Linked DNA regions of Gossypium hirsutum: regions 2 and 3 are each linked to region 1. The links are chromatin contacts, called in public Hi-C maps. All regions are on one chromosome and are shown on one strand. The core of a region is the stretch at or near the end of the contact, and the rest is flanking DNA. Distances in the headings are between cores, read along the strand shown.

Region 1 (3,319 bases), core at 368-2,867:
AAGAATTGATTGAATGTTGTTGAGATCAAAGCTAGAAACCAAATGAAGGAATGTTCCAACTGCTAAAAGCTAATTAAATCTGGTAGCTCATAAGGATTATAAACAGGTAAATTGTTAATGGGTACAAGAGGTAGTAGTAGATGATCTTTACCAGCATCATCTTCTGCTACTATTTTGGTTTCATTAGAGAAACCATACTGTTGTTCATCGTTTTCCTCGAAAACCACCCATTTGTCTGTAATTATCGTCCTCAAAGTTCCCCTTGTGTATTCTTCCACAACTGCTGTCATTTCCATTTGGTTCATTTCCTCGAAACCCTCCTTGTAATTGATCGTCTTCTCTGGAACTGAAACCCCATTCATTATCCTCTCAAGTTCTTCAACGTCTTCATCAGGGATCCGAGTAACGGTGGGGAGTTCGGTGGCGTTTAGGACGCCATATTCCTTGCAGAACTCGAAGAAGAGAGAAAGCTCTTCACTCTGTTTCATTGCCTTTTGAAGAACCCTAAGCGCCATTGCCGCTTCATGTTTGCTTACGGAATATATTTTCAACAAAATCTTGGCAATCTCGTTGCAGATTATACCGTAAACATCGTATATCTCAATGATCACACAATCCATGGCTTCCATAATCAGCCTAACCTTCATATTCTCCGCTCGAGGCCTAATTTGAAGCAACAAATCAAGCAAAGATTGCCATTTCTCCAATTTCAAAAGCTGTTGCACCAACAACAAACGCTCCTCGACTTTGTTGTTGTTGTTCTGATTATCTTGCTCTAAAAAAATGGCAGCTCTTTGATCTAGAAACGCAAAGTACTCACGGATGATACTATTGAAACCCCAGGTTTTGCTGGGCTTGGAATGTCCATCGCTGAAAGTGGAAAGATCAAAGGGTAAACGCTGCATCATTTGAACCACTGGTGCCTTACAATGGAAAATGCCATGCATGAGCATCAACCCTTTAATGGCCACCACCCAACTCCGAGTCTTCTCCATCCTCCTAGACAAGGCCCATATAAGAGGACCTAGGCTAACGGGCGACGCTCGAATCCACGAAAACACAACCTGCGCACTCCTTTTATCAATGTGTAATTCATCGTGACTTGTGGCCTTTATAATGGCAGCCTCAAGTTCAGGGTTCCTAAAGGAATTCCTTCTGGAAATATAGACCACCACTATGCTGTTCTTATCTTTGACAGCACCAACGGCCCTCTTCCATAGCTTCATGTTTCTTCGACCTCAACCCTCCGTCGCCCTTACAAAGCAGCGGGTTTGTCAGAGGTGGTCCTGAAGCCCCTCTTTTTGTTTTTGTTTTTTTCTTAATACAAAATTTTGCTTCAACAAACCCAAAACCGACGGCCTACGACTGGATAGAAAACTAAGCTGTGATTTAGCCATGTCTGCCTGTATTTGCCATTTGTTAGCATATATCTTCGGACAAGTTTATAGTTGTTTCTCTTTACGCATTTCTATTTTGGGAACAAATGGCTAATTTCATAGACTATGATTAGATGTTAAAAAATAAAAATAAAAATCACTTGCATGTGAATTATCTGGTTGGAACTTGCTAAACTCGGTGTTGTACAAAAAAAAAAAAAAGGAAGTTAAATTTCAACTGTGTATACATGAATTATGAAATTGGTGAAGTGGTGTTAAAAATGCTTACTTGACATAAGAAATTTTGAACAAACATGGATGATAATATAATGATGATCATACTAGAGTACATGTATATACATTGCAAACATACATTCAAGCATGTACACGTACATTCAAGCAAAAAAATCCAGTAATACTACTACTATCAATATTATCAGTACATGTAACACCACACAAAAACAAGTTAAACACAATTTTCAAACTGGTTTCTTCTTTTCTCCCTCTCCGCAATGGCAAATAACATCATTTCCATGCGAACACCCACAAAAGTCAGTCACCTGTCCGACTCCTACCAATTCACAATCCGTACACTAATCTATCCATACCCTTTCTTTCGTATATTCACAACACACGGTTCTGCTGCTATTAATCCAGTCTACACTTATTGCAACTATATGATCCTATCCTCTTCCTGTGATTGAACAAAAATTGTTTTAAGCGTGTGAACAACATTAACAGAAGAGGTTCAATGGCGTAGGCAAAACATACCACTTCTGGATTTCTAAACTTCAGCTATGTGGTGGAGACCCGAGCTCCGAATCACATACTGAAGTGTATGTAGATACTGTATCTTCCTTTGATATGGCCACAAAGTTTATAGGTGCTGTAGACAACCTTCTCATTTCCTTGAAGTAGCCATTTTGACGCCCCAAATATGAACGTGGTGTAAGTAGCTCGGGAGTTGCTCCACCCACCGAGTTCCGACGAGGTGTACTGGGAGTCATGGATCCATTTCCATTTGCTCGATAACCATTTGTCTTTCTGAAGCTGTTACTTTTCCTTGGACTAGGTTTTGACCCATAAATGGCTTCTCTCTCTGTCAGGAGCAGATCTTGAATCTTCTTTTGGTCCTGCAAAATGGAATAGAAAAGATATTGTTTTTATGCATGTATAAGTCGTAGAGATCAATGCACACATTCAATATATGGCCTGCTTGGAAATGCCATTCATCATATAAAAAGTCGCTTTAAGCAAGTTGAAAAGGAGATGAGAAAAGAAAGGAAAATGGACAAGGTACCAAAGGGCTAAAAGGTTCAGATAACTCGGCAATAATATTTGCAGAAGCAAAAAACATATTAAAATTACCCTGCATCTCTTCTTTTCCTCCTCTCTTTGTTTCCTTGTCAGCTTGTAGTCCTCCAGTATCGACACCAGTCGCTCCTATATGCATACAAGTATGTCATGTTTAGGAACAAGCTTATTCAGAAACAATTCCAAACGACAATGATTGTGCAAGTTTACAGAACTACTGACCCCATCATATAGAAACAATGCCCTTTTTTCTTCTTCCCAAGCTAACGTTCTGTTGATCAGATTATCCACAATTGCTGCAAAGGGTACCATTATTTAGCTCAACAATACAAACATATCCATCAGAGAGTTGGATGAATAAGAAGAGTAAATACCCGGAATTTTGGTTACTGTTATTCGAGCTTTTTCTGCACGCTTAAGGTTAATATGTGCACCTCTCCCTGCATTGTACCGGTTTTCATCCTGAGATTCAAAATGAAGTTAACAACTAATGAATTAAAATTTTATAGACAAGGTGAATCAGATGTATTTATTTTGACTCACGGAATAGTACACAAGCAATATTGAAGAGAGAAACTAAGACAGGGAAAACACATGAGATACACACAATGCTTACTTGATTGTAGTCT
Region 2 (3,319 bases), core at 456-2,955, 200 kb before region 1:
GGATCAAAACTATCTTAAATTTGCCTAAGGAAGGGAATAAAATGAAGTTAAAAAACTTACAAAGTCGAATGCCATCACCAATCCTTCCCAATTTATGACTTGTACCATATTCTGCAAAGCAAGGATCAACCACATTGACATTGAGTAAATAACTTCCAGGGACAACTAAAAGAAATGGTAAAAGACCAAGTTATAAAGAACAGGAAATAAAAGCAACAAACTTGCAACAACCAAACAATTTAGTATGACCATATCTTGATCCTCGCGTATTGATCAATAAAAACGTTACAACCAGGAAACAGCAGTAAAAAATGCAATAGAAGTTGAAAAGGAATTCACTAACTATTAAAATACACATTACACCTATATAGAGAGAAATTATGACCTTGAGATTGTTTCTTGTGAACTTGAATGAGCCACCAATTCCAGTATCTTGGAATCATGTGCCAAGTTTTTTTCTTTTAATCAAGAATGAAATCATAATTCCAGTTAAGACCTTGTTTATGGCTATGCTATCTTGCTTACAAACTGAAATCAATTTTCACTGGTAAATGGTAAACTAACTTCCACTTAAAAGCCTTACAAAAAAAAATCCACTTAAAAGAGTTCAGATTCAGAAATGGAATATGGAATATAATATATATTAAGAAAATTATCCCATCCACCTGACGGGATTCTTAAACTCCACCAGCTGGATTGTATCCAGAATAGCTAAAACATTAAGAATGAATTCTTTTTTGACGTTGTAAATTTTTAACTTTAACAAGTAAAGCTGAGCACTACTATGGTCACTTTTTCTAAATATACTCTAGGATTATATATCACTTCAATAATGTATAATTTCTCAAAAATTAACGAAACAAAAGATACACTAATCAGTTTCGCTTGTGGAGTGGCATGTCTTAACCCTTTAAATTGCTTTTTTTTTTTTTTAATCTTTAAAGTGGCGTGTATATATAATAGAAATAATATATATATATTATGAGAAGAAGAATGAATTTTTGTGTAGTTTTTAGAATTAATAATAATAATAATAACAATAATAAGAGGGTAAACTCTTAACTCACCGAGTTAAGAAGGAAACTCCGGTCAGTGTATCAAAGTATCAAAGTCGAACTTATATCCGTATACTTAATTTGGTTTAGAAGATCAAAAATCGAAGTAATATTAGAAGAGAAAAGCAGATGGAAAGAAATGCCCAGAAATTAGAACTAATTTGCTGGCAAAACTAAAGAAGAAAAATCTTAGCTTAGATCTTGTGACTTACAATATTGACTTTAGATGAGTCAAGTTAATGATCTATTTTGGTGGCAAAGGGATTATAAAAACCAAATGAAGTTTGCATCAAAACAACGAAATTAACAAATTTTGATATATTGGAAATAGAAAAAAGAAAAAAAAAAAGTCAAAAATCCATGAAAGTCCAATGGACAATCCTACTTCTCCTGTGCTGCTAATTTAAATTTTCTTATGATAAATTAGAAGTGGGAAGAGGCGAACCGAGAGAGCCGAGACCAAGGCCAATGATGAGCAAAGCGACAGTGTAAGGAACTCTGGTGCCGCGAAGAAGATGCCTGGAAGCGATTCCTAATACCAAAGAAATCCCAACAAAGATGACCGCATCCACTGGCTCCGATTCACCGGAGCTAATTTCCTCTAGCATTCTCGAAGGTAACACGTATAGATACTCTTTCACTTCCTCCATGTTATTACAACTCAAATCACCTGCTTGCTATCTCCTTCTCATTTATTTATATAAAAATCACTTGAAACTTTATTAATATATATTATTCATGTAATTTACATTTTAGGTCATTAAATTTCGCCAAATTACATCAATCACTTTTATGTTTCGTCTTTTTGAGTCCATGGTTGTAATGCTACAGGAATACTGATAATCAGGTGAGGCAGAATAACTTTTTACAGCTAAAATAAAATTTTAATCTTTTATAATTTATATCTTTATAATTTTTAAAAAATAAATTTTTATAATTTTAAGGGAGTTAAAAGTAAATTTTCTTTTCTTTTAATTTAAACTTTTAAAATATTTTAAATAATAATTTTTTATTTTAAGAGAGGGACAGGCCGGTCCCTAGAATGGCCTCTGCTGATTATAATAGAATAAGATATTATTAATAGCTAATGCTTTAGATACCTACCTTATCATAATATCCAGATTCAACACATCCCCTCTCTAAAAACACTTCCCTGCCTTCTTCTGGTCCGATAAAAAGAAAAAGACGATTCCCCTCTCCTCTCTAAACGGAAAAAGTGGAGACAATGGCACCACCCTCTTAGCTGCTCTTAATTACCCCTACTAATGTCTCCATCCAGAAAATCAAAATTGGAAAATTTCTGATTTTTTTTAATTTTTCTTTTCAGTTTTATTTAATGGAAAAGTTTTTTTTTTTTGAAATTTCGATATTTCAAATCATTTTCTCTTTATTTTATTTTAACTTTTGAGCATGATTTGGATTTAAGGTTGATTCCTTTTATATTTGTAACTTATAAAGGAATAAAAAATATAGCAATCTATACATTATAAATATGTACTTATATAAAAGTTTGGGTAAATTATACAAATGATCAATTAATTATGTTCATATTTTTGTTATAGTTACTCCACTTTAAAAATTTTTAATATAGACATTAATGCTTGAATTTGTTTATGTTTTGGTCATCCGTCATTAAGTTGATAACGAAAGTCTTTTTCTAGCTAATATAATATTATATTTAATTCTCAATACTTATATATTCTATCAATTTGATCCTCAAATTTTTTAGCTAAAACTTTCGACTTTAAAAACAGAGACATGCCACATTAATAAAATTTTAAAGTTGGATGACCAAAAACAAGAATGCGGGTATAGTTAGGTGGCTATTTGCATAATTTACCCTAAAAATTTTGATAAAAAATTATTTAAAATCTTTTTAAAGAAACTTTATCTTTTTAGTAATGGCCCCTCCCAAAAAAACATTTCAACTCAAAATAAAATCACCAATCTTACCTAAACCATTCAACATTGAAAATGTTGAAAGTATTTACAGATTTCAAATTTCTCTCTAATTCTAAACCATGTGGTGAACAAAAAAAGAAAATAAAACCATCTCTAAGCACACAACCACTACTGCACGAAATCTACCCAAAAAAAACCAATGTAAACGGACGAAACTGATCTTATTCCGTTCAGTTATTTTGGTTATATGCCTCAACTCATTGGAGCCACCAAATCCACACCCCTACTTTTTATTTACTTGAAGCTTCCTGTGTTCAGCTCTTTTCATTATATACAAGCCATGTCTTCCACGTTCCTTTCTC
Region 3 (3,319 bases), core at 238-2,737, 140 kb before region 1:
ACCTTGGGAACTAAGAAATCTTTCATGTTTTGGGTCAAACACCCTCCAAAATCAAGTAAAGCTTAGCATATATAAATTGTAAACATGAAAATAAATGATCATCGTTCTTGATATCATAGCTGTGCCTCAAGCTCGGCGCTGGGCTCGATAAATGTACCGATGGAGTTAAATTTGCACTGGGGAAGACCTCTGATCTTCTCCAATTCTTCTACACTCAATGACCAATCAAATATTTCAAGGTTCTCCTCCATTCTCTTCTTGTTGAAGCTCTTTGCTATCACACTTGCCCCTTGCTCGTACACCCATCTTAGACAAATCTGCCATCTCTATTTATGTCAACCAACACTATTTATCTAATATATACTCGTATTGTGTATTTAAAAAAAAAATCATTTCCAACCACTGAAAATACAAGGAAAAGGGAAAAGTCCACCTGGGCAATTGTTTTCCCTTTGGCCTCGGCAATCTCTTTCAAAGCATGACAGTCGAAAATCCTGTTATCTCCCCACAACGTGCCTTTTGAGCCCAGAGGGGAATGAGCTGAAACATGAATACCCTTTGCCTTGCAGTACTCATTCAGCTCCTTTTGCTGCCAAAGTGGGTTCATCTCCACCTTTTAAACAAATTAAACAATTTATAATATCATATCCTGGTATCCATGTGTCACGCTTGGGTATTTGAAGAAAAATGAAGAGTCAATTGCTCACCTGGTTGACGGCGGGAGGGATTTTGGCAAAGGAAAGGATTTCTTCAAGCTTTCTCGAAGAGAAGTTAGAGACACCAATGGCTTTGGTGAGACCCAGAAGTTGACACTCTTCCATGGCACTCCAAACTGATTTGATATCAATAACAGATACTTCTTCTTTGGGAACCGGCAAACGACTCACCTCTTTGCTGAACTTTAGTGGCCAATGTATGAGATAAAGATCAAGATATTCTAGCTGAAGATTCCTGCAACACTCGTAAAATTATATATATATGTGAATAATAATAAAAAAGTGATTTGAAGGTTCAATTTATGGAGTTGTGCAAGGGTAAAAGTAAAACTACTACTCGAGACTCATTTTGATGGCGGGAATGACCAAGTCTGGCTCAGCATAAGTGCACCATAGTTTGGAAGTGATAAAGAGTTCATTCCGGGACTTGATGAGGCCAATGTTCAAGGCCTCAGCGATTGCTGCTCCAAGTGGCTGCTCAGACCCATATATGAAAGCTGTATCAAAGTGGCGATACCCAGCTCTGATTGCCTCAACAATGGCTGATTTTAGGGTCCCTGCATCAACTGGTGGATACGAGGCTGTCCCCATGCCTATCACTGGCATGGTTAGTCCGCTAAAGGAGGAGACGACTGGAACGATTGGAACTTTATTCTCCATAATTTTTAGTTTAAGATTACACTGTAAAGCTTAATGATTGAAAATCATCGCCTAAATAATGTCCTAATCGCACTGCATAATTACAGGATTTGCGGTATACACCGTTGATTTATGGGCTTAATTAAGGTATTGGTGTAACAATTTGTCTGGTGCAACCAACATCATCTGCTTCGTTCATTACGCGGAGCATTACCTTTGATGGACAATTAGGTTGGGGTCCATGTCTCCCTTTTCAACTTTGCTTTTGGAATTAAACAAGTGTCATTTCTAGCAAACTTTTATTACTCCTACTCAATGGGGAACTGCACATCAAAGAAATACAGCCATGCCTGCCTCTGTTTTTTCTTCTGAAGTTATTAGGTAAATTAGAGATTATTTGTGGACAAAACAATCAAGTAAATTTAAGCTACAAAAGTACAATCAAACCGATATCTACTATAACCATCCTTGTTGCCCTGGGGTTATGGACCGAGTCAACCCATTCTTCACCCGCCAATTTCCTTTGATTGATAAACCTTTAGTTTTAAAATTAGATTGTATTACTCTCTCCGCTGAATTAGTAGCCTAAAATATTTATTTTGATGTTTTATATATTTTTTATTATTTTTATTCAATTCTACCCATACTTTTGTTTGGAGTAATTTCGTTTTAATTAAAATATTTTTTTTTTCAAATTTCAATAAAGAATTATAATTTTAAAAAAAAATAGAAATGCAAAAGAATACTTCAAAGGTAAAAAATAAATGAATGAAAAGGGCTAGAAGCTACATGAATGAAATTGTTGTTTTTTAGGGGTACTTAATGAACTTGTTAGAAGATTATGCCTCAAGTCTTTTCGGTTCGATTTTAGTTTCACTTTAGTTTTTTTTAATAATTAAACTAAATCCATTAACTAATTTCTAATGATTTATATTTCGCGAGTTATTCAGTTCTTCCAAAAGTGTTTGATATTTTAAATTTTTTTAATAATGTTTTAAGTTCATTTTTCATCTCTTTAACATAATTTCTAATAGAATAAAGAAAGTCATTAGTACCTACAATTAGGGTACGTTTGGTTCGCTGTATTGGATTAGAGGTGTATTGGATTAGAGGTGTAATAGCAAATCAACTGTTTGGTTGAATGTAATGGAATAGAGGCGTAATAGTAATCTTGTGTTTGGTTGAATGGAATAGAGGTGTAATAGCATAATGGAAAAAACTAAAATGACTAGAATACCCTTACCATAAATTTGTTTTGGTAAATGATTATTGTTATTGTTATTTAAATTTTAATAAGATTATTATTATCAATAATAAATAATTTAATCATATTTAAACATAATTATTATTAGATATATTATAATTAAAATATAGAATTTAATAAAATTCTTAATAATCAATATTCTTATATGAATTTACTCAAATAATAATATATGATACTATAAAATATAAATTAACATAATTATTATTAAATATATTATAATTAAAATATATAATTTAATAAAATTCTTAATAATTAATATTCTTATATGAATTTACTCAAATCATAATTATGATACTATAAAAGATAATTTGAAATAATTAATATTAAATATATTTTAATTAAAATATATGATTTAATAAAATTTAAAATAATTATAACTAATAAATTATCTTATATGAATTTTTATAATTTAAAATAATTATTATCTTAGTCAAAATATGACTAATTTTCCGAAGCATGGGAAGAGGATTTATCTAGTAATTTTAAAATTTATCTCAAAAATGCTTAAATTAATAAATTGCAAAAAGAAAAAAGAAAAAATCGAGAGGTATTTGGGTCAGACTCAAGTTATTTCCAAAATGTGTTCGGATGCTTAAATTAATGAATGAAAAATCACATAAGCGATAAAGTGGCAAAACATTTACATATTATACAGCTTTAAAGAAACTTAGAATACACAACAAATGATGTTTGCATTCTA

Evidence for each region. Hi-C and Micro-C count contacts between places; a contact is called where the count stands out from the background.
Region 2: a contact with region 1 is called in a Hi-C map of leaf, with 1.8 times the contacts expected there. The contact joins the promoter of LOC107909949 here to the promoter of LOC107909957 in region 1. A contact is called at or near these places in 5 of 34 Hi-C or Micro-C datasets (callus, leaf and petal).
Region 3: a contact with region 1 is called in a Hi-C map of leaf, with 2.7 times the contacts expected there. The contact joins the promoter of LOC107909951 here to the promoter of LOC107909957 in region 1. A contact is called at or near these places in 10 of 34 Hi-C or Micro-C datasets (callus, fibers, hypocotyl and 2 more).

The regions. Positions count from the first base shown.
Region 1 is chrD02:50,584,955-50,588,273 of Gossypium_hirsutum_v2.1, reverse strand. LOC107909957 (putative clathrin assembly protein At1g25240) reads right to left here and starts at 1,617. Exons shown (of 3, transcript XM_016837672.2): 1 at 152-1,617. The coding sequence starts at 1,226. It overlaps LOC107909955 (65-kDa microtubule-associated protein 6), which reads right to left. Exons shown (of 12, transcript XM_016837669.2): 7 at 3,307-3,319; 8 at 3,065-3,152; 9 at 2,913-2,986; 10 at 2,745-2,819; 11 at 2,148-2,509; 12 at 1,771-2,070. The coding sequence ends at 2,168.
Region 2 is chrD02:50,786,047-50,789,365 of Gossypium_hirsutum_v2.1, reverse strand. LOC107909949 (sodium/hydrogen exchanger 8-like) reads right to left here and starts at 1,705. Exons shown (of 23, transcript NM_001327028.1): 1 at 1,501-1,705; 2 at 61-111. The coding sequence starts at 1,705.
Region 3 is chrD02:50,723,531-50,726,849 of Gossypium_hirsutum_v2.1, reverse strand. LOC107909951 (D-galacturonate reductase) reads right to left here and starts at 1,487. Exons shown (of 4, transcript XM_016837661.2): 1 at 1,054-1,487; 2 at 708-951; 3 at 434-613; 4 at 1-317. The coding sequence starts at 1,376. The coding sequence ends at 114. It overlaps LOC107887598 (a long non-coding RNA gene), which reads right to left. Exons shown (of 8, transcript XR_005910633.1): 8 at 3,190-3,319.